Regions from separate parts of the Camelus dromedarius genome. Here region 1 is linked to region 2. Evidence: chromatin contacts called from public Hi-C data. All regions are on one chromosome and are shown on one strand. The core of a region is the stretch at or near the end of the contact, and the rest is flanking DNA. Distances in the headings are between cores, read along the strand shown. Region 1 holds the start of LOC105092326 (cytochrome c oxidase assembly factor 1 homolog). Region 2 holds the start of STK17A (serine/threonine kinase 17a).

Region 1 (6,877 bases), core at 195-2,694, 140 kb before region 2:
GGGATGTATGTATGGGAACCTGTCTGTTTTATGGGAAGAAAACAGAAGTATTAATATTTTTTATCTCACTTTTTGAAAGTTTTATTTCTTGTGAAAGTTTTATAGTATGTGTATGTATCAATACCATACATAGTACACATACATAATCTAATTTTCTTTTCTGATGGGAGATGTGTGATGGTTTTGAAGACCACTGCCTTAGACTAAACTTGATTAGTCTGATAATAGAACCTATCAAATTTAGGTGACCCACCCATTGTGAAGACTCATTGCTTTGTGGAAGAAAGGTACTTGTGAGGTAGGCTGGGACCCGGAACCCTTTACTGGAGTGCTTGCACCTGGACACACATCTCATGTTCTTGAGCAACAGAATACAAAGAAACTGTAAGGGACTAAGAATAACTGCACACATTTGCACTTGGGGCAATTATGAACAATAAGGTACAAAAAGGCTACAAACCAACTGCCACTTCCAAGGTGCCATGAGCAGAAACAGGGTACATGACCCCTGCACATGGCACCACAAAGGTGGTGGGCAGACCACCTAAGCTAAGGACCCACCCCCATTTTTAACTCCATTTAAGGGCCAAAGCAGTTGCCTTCAGCGGCAACTGTTTCTTGTTTTCACTCCCTCCTGCTGTAGCACAACCCTCAAGAAAGCCTTGCCTGGGATTCTCCTCTGGCCTCCACCAATTTCTATTGATTAAAGAGTCCAGGAGCCTGCGTCGGTAACACCTGGACTTCAAACATAACATTAAAAAAGTAAAAGATGACGTTAACAGTAGCAATGAGGGCAACGGAATGATCAAGATGAAAATAATAACTGGCGTTTATTGAGCACTTACAAAGTGCCAGATTATTCGGAGTGCTTTACATCCTCACAATAAATCTATAAAGTAAATACTATTATCCATTTTACTACTTAACTGCTTGAGAACAGAGACCACTACAGGCTTTCTTAGCACTACATTCCCTGAAGCACAGTAAGCATTTAATAAATATTTAGTGAGTAACAAAAGTTAGTGTTGTCAAATTTCTCAGCCGAGGAAGGCAAGTTGGACTTCAGTGTCAGACGGGGCTCAGATGGCCCGTGGTTTTGCATGCTCGGAGGTGAGCCCAAGCGCCAGGCCAGGAGCAAAACGAACCACTGGTTTAAATTTCCTCGGCAACCGCTGCGGGACTGAATGTGCACAGGGGGCCAACGGGGCGCAGAAAACAAGCGGGGATTTAAGGAGATAAATCGTCTCCCGGCGCGGGTAGGAGGTTCGGCGAAGTCCGCTTGCGCAAGAAACTTCCACAGGATCAGCCTCTGGGGCGCCGCGGGGCCGCATTCAGCCGGCGGCTCGCGCGTGCCGACGCTCTAGCCGCGCGAGGAGGAGACGCCGGAAGTCTCGACTGCTCCCCGCGGGGCGTGTCCTCCCGCCGGCGTCCCGCCCACCCGCTCCCCACGCCCCGCGTCCGGAAGGAACCGCGCGCGCTCCCCGGCGTGGTGCGTCTACGCCTGACAGGTTAGGGGCCCCGCGGGAGAAAGAGTAGGGTCTCTGCTGCCGCGGGTGCGTTTGTTGCCGCAGTCCCGGAGGCCGCGTTTGCGGGCCAGGTGGGCTGCTGCGAGGGGAGTTCCCTCAGGGGCCACCTACCGGCCCTCGGCTGCTTGTGTGGCGCCTGGGGTCCCGTGGTGGGCTCAGCCCTCGGGGTGCTACCAGGTGCCCCCTCCCGGGTAGCTAACGGAGTGGCCTTGCCTGTGGTCCTTGCCGAGCGTCCCAGGGGCACATTTGTGAAGAGGTGGAACTGGGCACTTTCTCGGTGGTCCCCACAGGCTGAGGAGGACCCTGCCCTGATGAGTGTAGAAAAGAATTTTCTGGCTTATTGGTCACAGTAGTTTATGTACCCGTCACATTTGAGCTCCTTTCCCAGGGCTGACTACAGAAGTGATTGTCAGTGTAACTGATTTTCAGGTGTTTGTATATGTCTGTGTGAATGTCTGTCAATCAACCAACCTGTGTGTGTGTGTCTGTGAGAGGAGGGCTTTGTGTAATTTAAAAAATCCGTAAATAGGCTTATAATTTGATACTTGATTCTGCTGTATTTTCCCAACTCTCCATTCTTGCCTGAGGAGTCTTGCCCTGCTTCACCTTTGGATAGAAGTAGCAACTCTCTACTTAGACTTTACACATTTAAAACACAGATCTAGGGGGTAAGGTATAGCTCAGTGGTAGAGCGCATGCTTAGCGTGCATGAGGTCCTGGGTTCAATCCCCAGTACCTCCATTAAAAACCCCAAAACTACCTTCCTCCCTCCACATACACCCCCCCCCCCCCGCCAGATCTGACTGTGTTAAAACCTAATGTTACAGACCTTTCCATTGATGCAGGATAATACAAATCCCTTAGACTGCCTCCTTCTTGCTTCTGCTGAATTTTTTGTTCCTTTTATGGAAAACACACCTATAAACACTCGTATGCCCTCCTCATGCCAACCTGCAGTAATTTCATCTCTGGATATGACAGAGTTTTGTAAATGGTTTACCCACGTTTAGAAAGTTACTTCTCCATTCAATTAGAATTTATTGAATTCCTGATATTGCTAGGAACTGTTTTAGGAGCTGGCGATATAATGGGAGGAAAAAAACCCCTCCAGTCCTTTTGAAAAATAACAGCTTAATTGAGATATAGTCACATACCATGGAGTTTTAAAATATACATTGGTTTTTAGTGCATTTATAGAGTTGTACAACCCACACCACAGTTTTCATCACCCCCAAAAGAAGCCCTGAACCAATTAACAGTCTCTCCTGATTTCCTCCCCTCACCCTACTCCTAGCCCTAAGCAATTACTAATCTACTGTTTATATATTTGCCTACTCTGGACTATTCATGTACAGGAAATAATAAACTGTGGGGTCTTTCTTGTCTTCTTTCACTGAACATTCTTGTTCATCTGTGTAGCATGTATCAGTACTTCACTTCTTTTTATAGCTTTTTATTTTGTAGTATGGCCAGACCACTATTTATTTATCCGTTGGTCAGTTGATGGACATTTTGGGTTGTGTGGCTGTTACGAATAACGCTGCTGTGAGCATTCGTGTACAAGTTTTTGTGTGAACATTATGATTTCATGCCTCTTGGTTATATACCTAAGAGTAGAATTGCTGGATCATATGCTAACTCTACATTTAACATTTTGAGAAACTGCCTGACTGTTTCCTTAAAGCAGCTTCACCATTTTCTATTCCTATAAACAGTGTATGCAGGTTCTGATTTCTTCACATTTTTGTCAACACTTGCCATTTTCTGTTTTTTTTTTTTTTTTTTTTTTTAATTTTAGCTATCCTGGTGGGTATGAAGTGGTATCTCATTGTGGTTTTGATATGTATTTCCCTGATGACTATTGACGTTGAGCATGTTTTCATGTGCTGGTGGCCATTTGTATATTTTCTTTGGAGAAACGTCTGTTCATATCCTTCGCCCATTTAAAAATGAGGATATTTGCTCTTTATCATTGAGTTGTAAGAGTTCTTTCTATATTCTAGATACAAGTCGCTTATCAGATATATGACAATCTTGTAGATTATTCTGTCGTTCCTTTAAATGAAAAGCACATGAGGTTAATTTTTGCTCTTCCTGAAGACCATGTTATGGATCTGTGGGAGTAATTCAGAGTGAGTTGAACAACTTCCACGTGTGAAAGACTAGGCCTAGGAAAAATGATGTGAAAACCCTGTGAGTAGCACTTTAAGATTTGAGATGTAAAGCACGGGGAAACAGTTTATCTGATTTTTCCATTCCCTATTGAGTTTTTGTCTTTTTCTTATTGATTTGTAGGACTTCTTTGTATAGAGGTATTGATTTATTATCAGTCTGTTTGCCTGTTAACTTTGTTTTATATCTTTAAATATACTAACGCTTTAATTTACATTTTTGTGTAGTCAGGATTGCCAGTCTTCCTTTAAAGGGCTTCTGGGTGGCGGTTTGGGATGGCTGTTCTTAAATGATGGGAATTACGGAAACTGACACAGTAGTTCCCCTGTTAGTGTGACATCTGCGTCCCTGGTACTGTATTTAACTTTATGGGCAGGACTTCATTGTATTGTCCTTCATAGCTTCTGTGTATTTCACAAATTGAAGGTCCGTGGCAAACTTGCATGGAGCAAGTCTGTCATTTTTCCAACAGTGTTGGCTCACTTCATGTCTCTGTGTCCCATTGCAGTAATTCTCACGGTATTTCAGACTTTTCATGATTATATTTGTTATGGTGATTTGTCATCAGTGATTCTTGATGTTACCATTGTAATTGTTTTGGGATGCCCTTAACTGGGCCCATATAAGACGGTGAACTTAATTGATGAACGTGTGTGTTCTGACTGTGCCACCAACCCCATTTCTCTCCGTCTCCTTGGGCCTCCCTAGTGCCTGAGACACAAAGATATTGAAACTAGGCTCATTAATAACCCTACAATGGCCTTCAGGTGTTAGGTGAGACTAAGTGTTGCATTTCTCTCACTTTAAGTCAAAAGCTAGAAAAGACAAGCTTGGTGAGGAAGGGATGTCAAAAGCCAAGATAAGCTGAAAGCTAGGCTTCCTGCACCGGAATAGTTAGCCAAGTTGCAAATGCAAAAGCGAAGTTCTAGGAGGAGATTAAAAGTGCCACTCCAGTGAACATACAAAGGAAAAGAAAGCGAAACAGCCTTATTGTTGATACGGAGGAAGTGTTAGTGGCCTGGCTAGAAGATCAACCAGCCACAACACTCCCTTAGGCCAAAGCCTAATCCAGAACAAGGCCTTCACTGTCTTCGGTTCTGTGAAAGTCGAGAGAGGTGAGGAAGTTGCAGAGGAAAAGTTTGAAGCCAGCAGAGATTGATTGATGAGGTTTAAGGAAAGAAGCCATCTCTGTAACATAAAAGTGCAAGGTGTAGCAAGTTCTACAAGAAGCTACAGCAAGTTCTCCGGAAGATCCAGCGCAGAGAATTAATGAGGTAGTTAATGTAGATGAAATAGCCTTCTGTTGAAAGAAGATGCCATCTAGGACTTCCCTAGAGAAGTCAATGCCTGGCTTCAAAGGACAGGCTGACTCTCTTGTTAGGGGCTAAGGCAGCTGATGAGTTTCAATTAAAGTCAATTCTCATTTACCATTGCGAAAATCCCAGGGCCCTTAAGAAGTATCTGCTCTGCCTGTGCTCTTTAGATGGATCAAAGCCTGGATGACATCATACCTGTTTACAATATACTTTACTGACTATTGAAAGCCCACTGTTGAGACCTGCTTCTCAGAAAAAGATTCCTTTCAGAATGCTATTGCTCATTGACAATGCACCTGGTCAACCAAGCGCTCTGACGGAGATGTACAAAGAGATTAATGTTGTTTTCAAACCTGCTAACACACCATTTATTCTGCAGCCCATGGATCAAGAGGTAATTTCAACTCTTAAGTCTTATTATTTAAGAAATACATTTCCTAAGGGCATAGCTGCCATAGATGGTGATTCCTCTGATGGATCTAGGCAAAGTCAGTTGAAAACCTGGAAAGGATTCACCATTCTAGATGCCATTAAGAAACATTCATGATTCATGGCAAGAGGTAAAATATTAACAGGAGTTTGGAAGAAGCTGATTCCAACCCACATGGGTAATTTTGAGGGATTCAAGACTTCAGTGGAGGACATACTGCAGATGTGGTGGAAATAGCAAGAGAACTAGAAGTGGAGCCTCATGATAAAGCTTCAAAGGATTAGGAGTTGCTTCTTATGGATGAGCAAAGAAAGTGGTTTCTTGAGACGGAAATCTACTTCTGGTGAAGATGCCGTGAAGATTGTTGAAATGACAACAAAGGATTTAGAATATTACGTAAATCTAGTTGATGAATCAGTGGCAGGGTTTGAGAAGAGTGACTCCAACTTTGAAAGAAGTTCTGCTGTGGGTAAAATGCTGTCAGACAGCATTACAGGCTACAGAGAAATCATTTGGGAAAGGAAGAGTCAGTCGATGAGGCAAACGTCACTGTTGTCTTATTTTAAGAAATTGCCACAGCCACCCCAACTTTCAGCAACCACCACCAGGATCAGTCAGCCACCATCAACATCAAGGCAAGACCCTCCACCAGCAAAAAGATTATTTTTCTCTGAAAGCTCATATGATGGTTAGCATTTTTTTTAGCAATAAAGTATTGAAATTTATTTTTAGATATAATGCTACTGCACACTTAATAAAATATAGATATAACGCACTGGGAAACCAAAAGATTTGTGTGACTCACTTTATTGCAATATTCACTTTATTGTGGTGGCCTGGGGCTGAACCCACAATATCTGAGAGGTATGCCTGTATAGCGTTCATTGTTTCAGACTTGTGCCTCCCTATTTCTCTGCCTTGAAAAATATACTAACATCTACTTAAGCTTTGTTGGTTCATTTAGTTTTCTATTTCAAACATTTCTAGAAGTTTTTCCTTATTCTCATCTTCATGTTTAATACACTTCATTCAATTGGTGAGAGCTATATTGGACAGTTGGTCATCAAATATTAGGTACTTATTGCATGCCAGCAGAAGTTTGAAGATTTTCTGTGTGCAGAACTTGAATGTAACTTTGCTGATTCTGTGTGGATTGGGGCATGCTGGGACTAGTAGTTTTATAAAATCCTATTCATGTTATTTGGTGTTTGTTTTTCTCATTTCATTGGTTTAAAGGTAGTGGTAATTCAGATATTTTTGGGGGTCTCTGAACATTTTGAGTGTTTGGGGAAAGCTATATATCATAGCTCCTTAGTAAAGGTTGCATTTCTATTTTATATACGGTGTCTGAGGCTTCCCTATGATTTGTTAAGAGGACTCTGTTTATTGCTTTAGTGTTTTTAAAATAGTGGTAAAATGTACATAACATGACA
Region 2 (7,537 bases), core at 508-3,007:
CCATCTGATGACACTTCTGTTTTGTAGTATGTCTTCGTTTTGTGGAATGAAGCCGGACAACTCAACCAAACAATGGAAAGTCCCAGCTTTCCTTTTTCAAGACATCAGGGTTACTTCAGAATGCCTGGAATTTTGACCAATTAGAATACCTAGATGAGTTAATAGCTATGTCTTCTGCTGTCATACGTAAGTGTCCAGAGATCCAGTTAATTAGTGCCAGCAGAGTGAAGTGAATCTTGTTCCTAAAAGGTGTTTTCCTTTTAGATCTGGGAAAGTCACTTTTTAAGGTAGGTTCCCCTGCCAAAAGAACTAATTCTAAAGGTACCTTAATACTTATGAGGCAGCTTTTTTTTTTTAACATTGTTTCTAACCAATATTACCAGCCCCTCTTTTTCCAAGACCCCAATGAAGGCTGCATAACTGTCATAACTTTCCCCACGACCACATGGTGTTATTTTGCAACCGGGATAAACGGCGTGTCAGGGCCAGTGGCTTACGCTTTGCAACCACTCTTTACAACACCCCCGTGAGATAGGTCCTGTCGCTATGCTAATTTTACGGGTTAGAAACGGAAGGCTGCGGAGTCGAAGTCACCACTCAAAGGCAAGCAGAGCGAGGATGTGAGCTCGGGTGTGACCGCAAAGCCAGTGCTGTCGACAATTTCTCCAAACTGTACTCATCCTCAAACATCTATCACTGTATGACGGCTCTGCAACGTACAAGATGTCAGGTATCCAAACAGCCTTCAAGACAACCCTACAAAGCAGGAGTTGGGGCGGGTAAGGGAAGGCAGGGGCCGGCTCACAGCACAGAAATTCAGACAAGGGCCCAGACCCGAGTGAAACCAATCTGAACTTGCAGGCATAGGGACCTAAGCCTTTTCAGGACGAAAACAGCACAAACCCAATAAACTGAAAACTAAGTCAGCAGAAGGCGGCTGACCGAAGCTGCCAGGGCGAGGGTGCACAGGAAGCGGTCGCGCTCGGGGCTCTGCTCCCCTCTGTCACGGCGACGGAAGGAGAAGCAGAAACCCACAAGAGCCCGACGGCAAAACCAGAGCTGGCTCTAAGCCTCGCGTCTGGCGTCAAACTCGCCTCCGCGGGAAAAGCGCGCAGCGCAGTTCCCACGCCGGCTCTGGCTAAGCGACCGCGCAAAGGACCGCAGAGGCCGCAGGCTCGGGGGAGACGAAGGGGGCAGGCTGCCTCCCGGCCGCGACCGGGTGCACAGCACACGCTCGGGGACGCCGCGCGCGGACGCGTGGCCGGCCGGGGGCGGGGAGGGCTCCGCCGCCCTAATCGCCGCCTGCACCCAAGTTTGCGCCCGGCCCCCGCGCGCGCTATCGGGCCCGCGCCGCCCGCTCCGCCGCCCGCACTTATCGGCGCCCGCCCGGCCCCCGCCCGCCTCACCTGCCCAGCTCCCGGCCCGGGCTCAGGCGGTAGCCGTCCTGGAAGGGCTCGGTGCGCACCGCGGTGCGGATCTCCGTCAGCAGCCCGCGGGCCTGGGGCTGGGGCGGCGGCCGGCGCGGCGTGCTCAGACCCCGGCCCGCCCGGCCCGAGCCGGCGGCGGCGGCGGCGGCGGCCGGGGAGGAGTCGCCGCTGCCCGGCTTCTCCAGAGGAATCATGGCGCTAGGGCGCGCTTTCTTTCCGGCCGCCCGGCTCTCTCCGGGCTGCGAGCGGGTAACGGCCCCGCCTCCAGCTGCCTCGAGCCGGTTGGAAACGGCCAGCCGTTCTCTCCCGCGCCGCGCTCCGACTGCGGCCGGCTGGCTCCCGGGCGCCCCGCCCCGCCCCGCCCGGCCCCGCCCCGCGTTCGACCTCGCCCCGCCCCCGTTTGACCCCGCCCCTATCCCCGCCCCTCGTCGTACTCCCACTGGTCCCAAGCGCCGCGTGCCTCGCGCGCGCCCTCTGCAGCCGAGGGAGGGAAGGTGCAGCCTGCCGGGCGGCCCGGGCAGCCTGGAGGCGACCAACAGCACCACCCTTCCGGCTGGAGGACCCGCTGCGTCAGCCAGTTACACACCTGCTGAGCATCTGAGTTCCACAGCCTGAGCCCTCGGTTAACGAACGGCGCCGCCAGCCAGAGCCAAACGACACCCCCCCTTGGGCGGGTTAGGAGGGCCGATGAGACTCAGATCAGGGAGGGCGGAAGTTGCCCCGGGCAGCTGGTTCCTTCCTACATTGAGCGGAGGATGTGGAGGCAAGAGTTGGAGAAATATTTTCACGTCCTCACACCAGCCCTATGAAATAGTCCGTATTATACTGCCAGTAGTCTTCCCTATAGTTCATTTTCAAGGTGCTCTCAACCGTCTTGTGCCTTTAATTACATCCGTACCCTCATGACTACAAAATTTGTATCTCCAGCTTCCAACTTTTTCTGGACTTCAGACTCACATATTCAAGTGTACACTTGGTATCACCAGTTGATGTCAAAGAGAATGAACAAAAGTCAGTTCCTGATTATCCTTCACAAGTGCACTCCTGCCCAGTTTCTCCCTCTCAGTAAAGGGTGGCTCCGTCCTGACAGTGATTCAGGCCAGAAACTGTGGGGTCCATACTGATGCCTCTCTTTCTGTCATACCCCTCATCCATTCTGTAGGCAAATCCTCTTGGCTTTACCTTCAGAAAATGTGCAGAGTCTGATCACTTCTCTCCATCCACAACCACATTCAGCATTATCTCTTGTCTAGGTTACTGTGCTAGTTTACTATCTGGATTACCTGCTTCCATCCTTCTTCCTCCCCAGTTGTACATAGTTTATTTTCAAGGCAGTCAGAGAGATCTTTTTGAAATAGAAATCAGATCATGTCACTGCTCTTCTCAGTGTTCCAAGAAAAATTTTGCTTTTGGTGATGCTGAACGACTTTACTTGTAATCAGTACTCTCACTGAGAAAAATCAGACAAAAATTAAAAACGAACAATTCTTGGCTTGAAACATCAGAGAGCTTCAAAAGCAGCAAGAATTTGGATGACAAAGATCCTGGAAAGGACAGCCCTGGAAAGGACTTTCCCATGAGGCATCTGAGGATTCAAAGCAGTGACTGAAAGGGTGAGAAAATAAGCGGGGCTTCAGGCATCTCTTGGGCGTGGGGAGACACAAAATTGGAGTTTAGGACCTATTAAGGAGGAGGAACTGGTTAAACACTGTAGACCTGCAGTTGGTACCCTATGAAGTGCTACATCCTAGGAGCATCAGTAAAAGGGAAATAGATCAGCCCTCACAAAGACTGAAGAACAGCTTCAGAATGCAGCCGTAAATCCCCTCTAGAGGAAAACGCCATCGTCAGAGCCACACGTTATCTGTGTATTTCATACACAATGTCTGACACTTAAGTTAAAACGGGGGATTATCTTAAATTGATCACAAAAAGAATTGTCTTAAAAAGTAAGAGAAAAAGACAGAAAACTGAAACAAGAAAGCAGGAGACCTAGATACTGAATTTAAAAACAGATTTTTAAATAATTCTGTTTAATATCTACAATAAATTAAATGACACGGGAGAGAATTTCAGCATAGAACTGAGAACTCCACAGAATAAAATGGAATGTTCAGAACTGGGAAAAACAACTCCGCAAACTAAAAATTTGACTGAATAGATGGGTTTTATAACAGTTTACATACAATCAATATATTTAACAAAATTTGAATAAATCTAATATATGTCATAAAAGTCTAATAAATAATAATAAACTCTAGTAAATGATTTATTTGAGAATTTATTAAAATTATTCCAAAGTTCATCATGAAGAATGTTCAAATGAGAATAGCTAGGAAAATTTTGGAAAACAAAATCTATAAATAGAGAATTGTTCTAACAAACACTAATGTAACAGAATGCATAGTTCTGAAATAGTTACTATATATGAAACTACAATAAGTCCCAAATCTTCTAAATCATTTATTAAATTAAATATAAAATAAATTAATTAAATGCAAAAAAAGACTATAATATCTGATTTCTAATAATTAGCTGATTTCTAAAGGAGAAATAATTTCTAAACAGGAAAGCAGTGGGAAAAAAATCTCCAAAGAAATTATTTGACTACCTAAACATGAAAAATTCTTATATATTAAAAATGTTATATACAAAATGAAAAGACAAAAAGCATTATAAACAAAAATTATATCCTAAATATATAAAGAACCTACAAATTATTAAACAGTATGATAAAACTATATTAGAAAAAGGGCAAAGAAAATAAAAAATAATTTTTAAAGGGATCAATATTATTAAACTCACGTCAAATATTCACATTCACTAGAAATCAAAGAAGTATAAATTAACCAGAGGGGTTCCATTTTTGCCAGTAAAATTACCAAAAGATTTTAAGGTAAATCAATGCCCCTCATTAGCGATAATGGTAATTCAATGCCCCTAATTAGCAAATAAACAAGTAAGGGCTTTTCATTTCTTTTTTTGGTTCTAATCTGTATTTTTCTGCACTTTCCCAAGAACTCAGATGCCACTTTCTATAGGACATCTAACCTGATTCTACCAGATTAAGATAGAATCTCGCCTTCCTGCTTGTTTCCATATGGGCCTGAACTTACCTTTATCAAATTGCCTTCAGAATGTACAATTTTCTATTTTCCTGGTTAGAGAGGACAGAGACCATTTAATTCTGTATCCTCAGTGTGTGTAAGTGAAACTTCAGAAGTACTGATGAATGAAAGTGGTTGTTTTGACTATGCAACACTCTAAATGTCTCTCAGTAAGGAAATAATTAAATGAATTACGCTATATTTACTGGATAGGTTATTTTGCAACACTTCTTCAGGGATTTAATAACACTGCACTGTATTTGTTTTGCAAGGATAGCTATAAAAAAGAATGATTCAAAATTGTTTCTATTGTATAGTATATATTTTTAAGTGCATTGTAAAGAGATGACATGGCATTAGGACATTGTTAGTGACTCTTTTTGAGAGATGTGACTCTTGTTGAGTAATTTTCTTTTATGTTTTGTACTTTCCAAATGTCCTTAAATGATTATATATTACTTCTATAATTAAATGAAGTGAAGCAAATTTAAGCTTTGTTCTTAAAATAAGTATTCCATAGTCCAGCCATCCAGGCATGCACTGTGGTTATTTTAAACACATCTCACACCTACCCAGCTGCTTCCTATCTCTCCATTTACTGATGGGGGTTTAAGTCACTCCTTCATTCTCTTCATGTTGAAGCTTGTAGTATGTCCAAACTTTGGTTATTTTTTAAATACCAAAGCACTGGCTGGGAAATTATTTGCAAGTTCTCCAGCTCTAAGCTGTTTGAGGATGAATATGCCTTTGAGATCAGCAGTGCAGACAAACAACATAATTTCCCTTGCCGTCTGCTGTCAAAGGAAGAAGATTGATTTGTACTTCTCATTCAGGTGCCAAAATTAGCCCTTAGGTCAAATGTAAGACTGGACTCTACTCTTTCAGGGACCCTTTTTCAGAATTTAGCTCAGGAAGGGCCAACTCACCACAGTCATCTCTTCTGTCTTTCCCTTTGCCATTTAACCTTCCTAAACAAAGATGCCATTTGACAGAATGACAATTGTTCTGTCCAAGTTATATAAGATACCTTTGATGAGGAGATTTATTGTGAAACTAAATATAAATTCACACGCATTTGAGGGTTCAGATTTGAGAGCACATGGATCTGAGAGAACATAAGTGAATTACCTACACCATGTCATTCAGTGGCTGTTTGGTGAATGTCGTGGAATCCAATGAAATGATCAGCTCACACACTTTGAAATATTGATAAATGTGCAACTCAATTCCCAGATTAAAACCTTCTATATGATTTCCGAAGTGTCTATTGATTTAGAAAGTTAAATATCTTATTACATGCCGAAGAGTGAATGAAAATTGTAAGAAACATTTTCATGAATGGGATGAAATTCTCTGCAGTTCTGTGTTTTACGATGCAAACGCTAAAAGGAGAGGCTAGAGAGAGAAAAATGTGGGTCCACTTCAGGTTGGTTGAAAATGTGATTTAACTGGTATTTTACTGACTGTAACATATGGAGTTTTGAATTATTGCTGTGCAAAATACAGAAGAGATTTATGGAAATCTTTGAGCAAGAGGCAACAGCATCATCAGAAAAGATGATGGAAGATCTAAGGAAGCATCAGTGGCAAAGGAGCCTAGGTCCTCTCTCCTAACTTCTCATCTATGCCTAGGGGAAATAACCACTAAGCTCTAGAAAATAAAAGGGTGAAAAAACCAACTATATAATGGACTCTAGGATTACTTTCTCTTATTTACAGTTCTGAAGCCTGAAGACACAAGATTAGGAAATAGGATTAATGGGCATCCTTAGAAAACCATTTCTGATGATCTCCTAATGGGAAATGAGAGGCAGGTAAAGGTCAGCCTTTTATATTCTGCAAAGACTCTGGAAACACTGAAGTAATCATCTTGTACTGGACTTTACTGGCCTGACACAGAAACATTTTAATTCCTCAATTCTGTTTCCTACACAGGATAAGGCTGTTCAGCCAGAAATAACGTTTATTAAATCCCTAATATGTTCTAAGCGATGTTTTTAAAAATGTACCTGTACTTTCTTGAGGCCTCAAGATAGCACCATCTTGATCTGTAGATTAAAAGCAATCTTAATTGAAATCCCAATGAATTATTTTGTGGACATTGACAAACTGATTCTAAGATTCATACAGAGATGCAAAAGACACAGACTAGCCAGTACAATATTGAAGGAAAAGAACAAAGTAAGATGGCAGAAACTATCCAACTTCAAGACTTACTACAAAGCTATAGTGATCAAGACAGTGTGGTATTGGTGACATTAGCAATATGGTGAAATGGGAGGTTCCCAGGCACATTCCCCCACAGAAACAAACATTTGGTAGCCACCTATGCACAAAAGTGACTTTGTGGGCATTTTGGGATTTAAGAAGGAGGCTACGAAACCTCAGTGGAGCTCAAGACCGAGGAGGACCACATTGAAAAGGCAGGCTCATGAACCACAGATAAGCTGGCTCACTGTGGTCCCAGCCGTGGAACAGAAGCAGCCTGTCCCTCTGTGGACTCAACTCTATCTGCTTGTCCATTGGCTTGCTACCAGCCCCTTCTGCCAAGAGACCCAGGAAGAGTCAGACCCATCCATTCCCTCTGTAACAAGACTTGTTGACCTCAGACCCAACTGAAGTCCCTGAAGTAGTCCCAGGACCCAGCTCCGGCTTCACTCCAGAGAGTCCTGGGGCACTTACACCTGACGAGGGGACTGCCCAGGGATCCAGCAGGAGCCACGCCCATGGGTATCCCTGATAACATGCCCACTGATCTCAGACTGACTGTGGTCCTTGAAGCAGTCCTATGACATGACTCCAGTTCTGCTCTACTGTAGTTCGGAGACAGTTCTGCCCATGCAGGGACCCACCCAGGGATGTGGAGGGAGCATGCTCAGGGATCTGGCAAAAGTGATTCCCATTTGTGTCCCTGGTAACAAGCCTGCCAACCACAGAACTGACTGAAAACCTGGCAGCAGCCATGGGACCTAGTTCCAGCCTTGCTTGAATGTGATCCCAGAG

The links. A called contact is a pair of places that touch in the nucleus more often than the background predicts.
Region 1: a Hi-C map of blood shows a contact between it and region 2, with 5 times the contacts expected there. The contact joins the promoter of LOC105092326 here to the promoter of STK17A in region 2. A contact is called at or near these places in 2 of 2 Hi-C or Micro-C datasets (blood and muscle).

The regions. Positions count from the first base shown.
Region 1 is chr7:83,242,524-83,249,400 of mCamDro1.pat, reverse strand. It overlaps LOC105092326 (cytochrome c oxidase assembly factor 1 homolog), which reads left to right and starts at 1,444. Exons shown (of 5, transcript XM_010983994.3): 1 at 1,444-1,508.
Region 2 is chr7:83,101,891-83,109,427 of mCamDro1.pat, reverse strand. It overlaps STK17A (serine/threonine kinase 17a), which reads right to left and starts at 1,757. Exons shown (of 7, transcript XM_031454626.2): 1 at 1,407-1,757. The coding sequence starts at 1,621.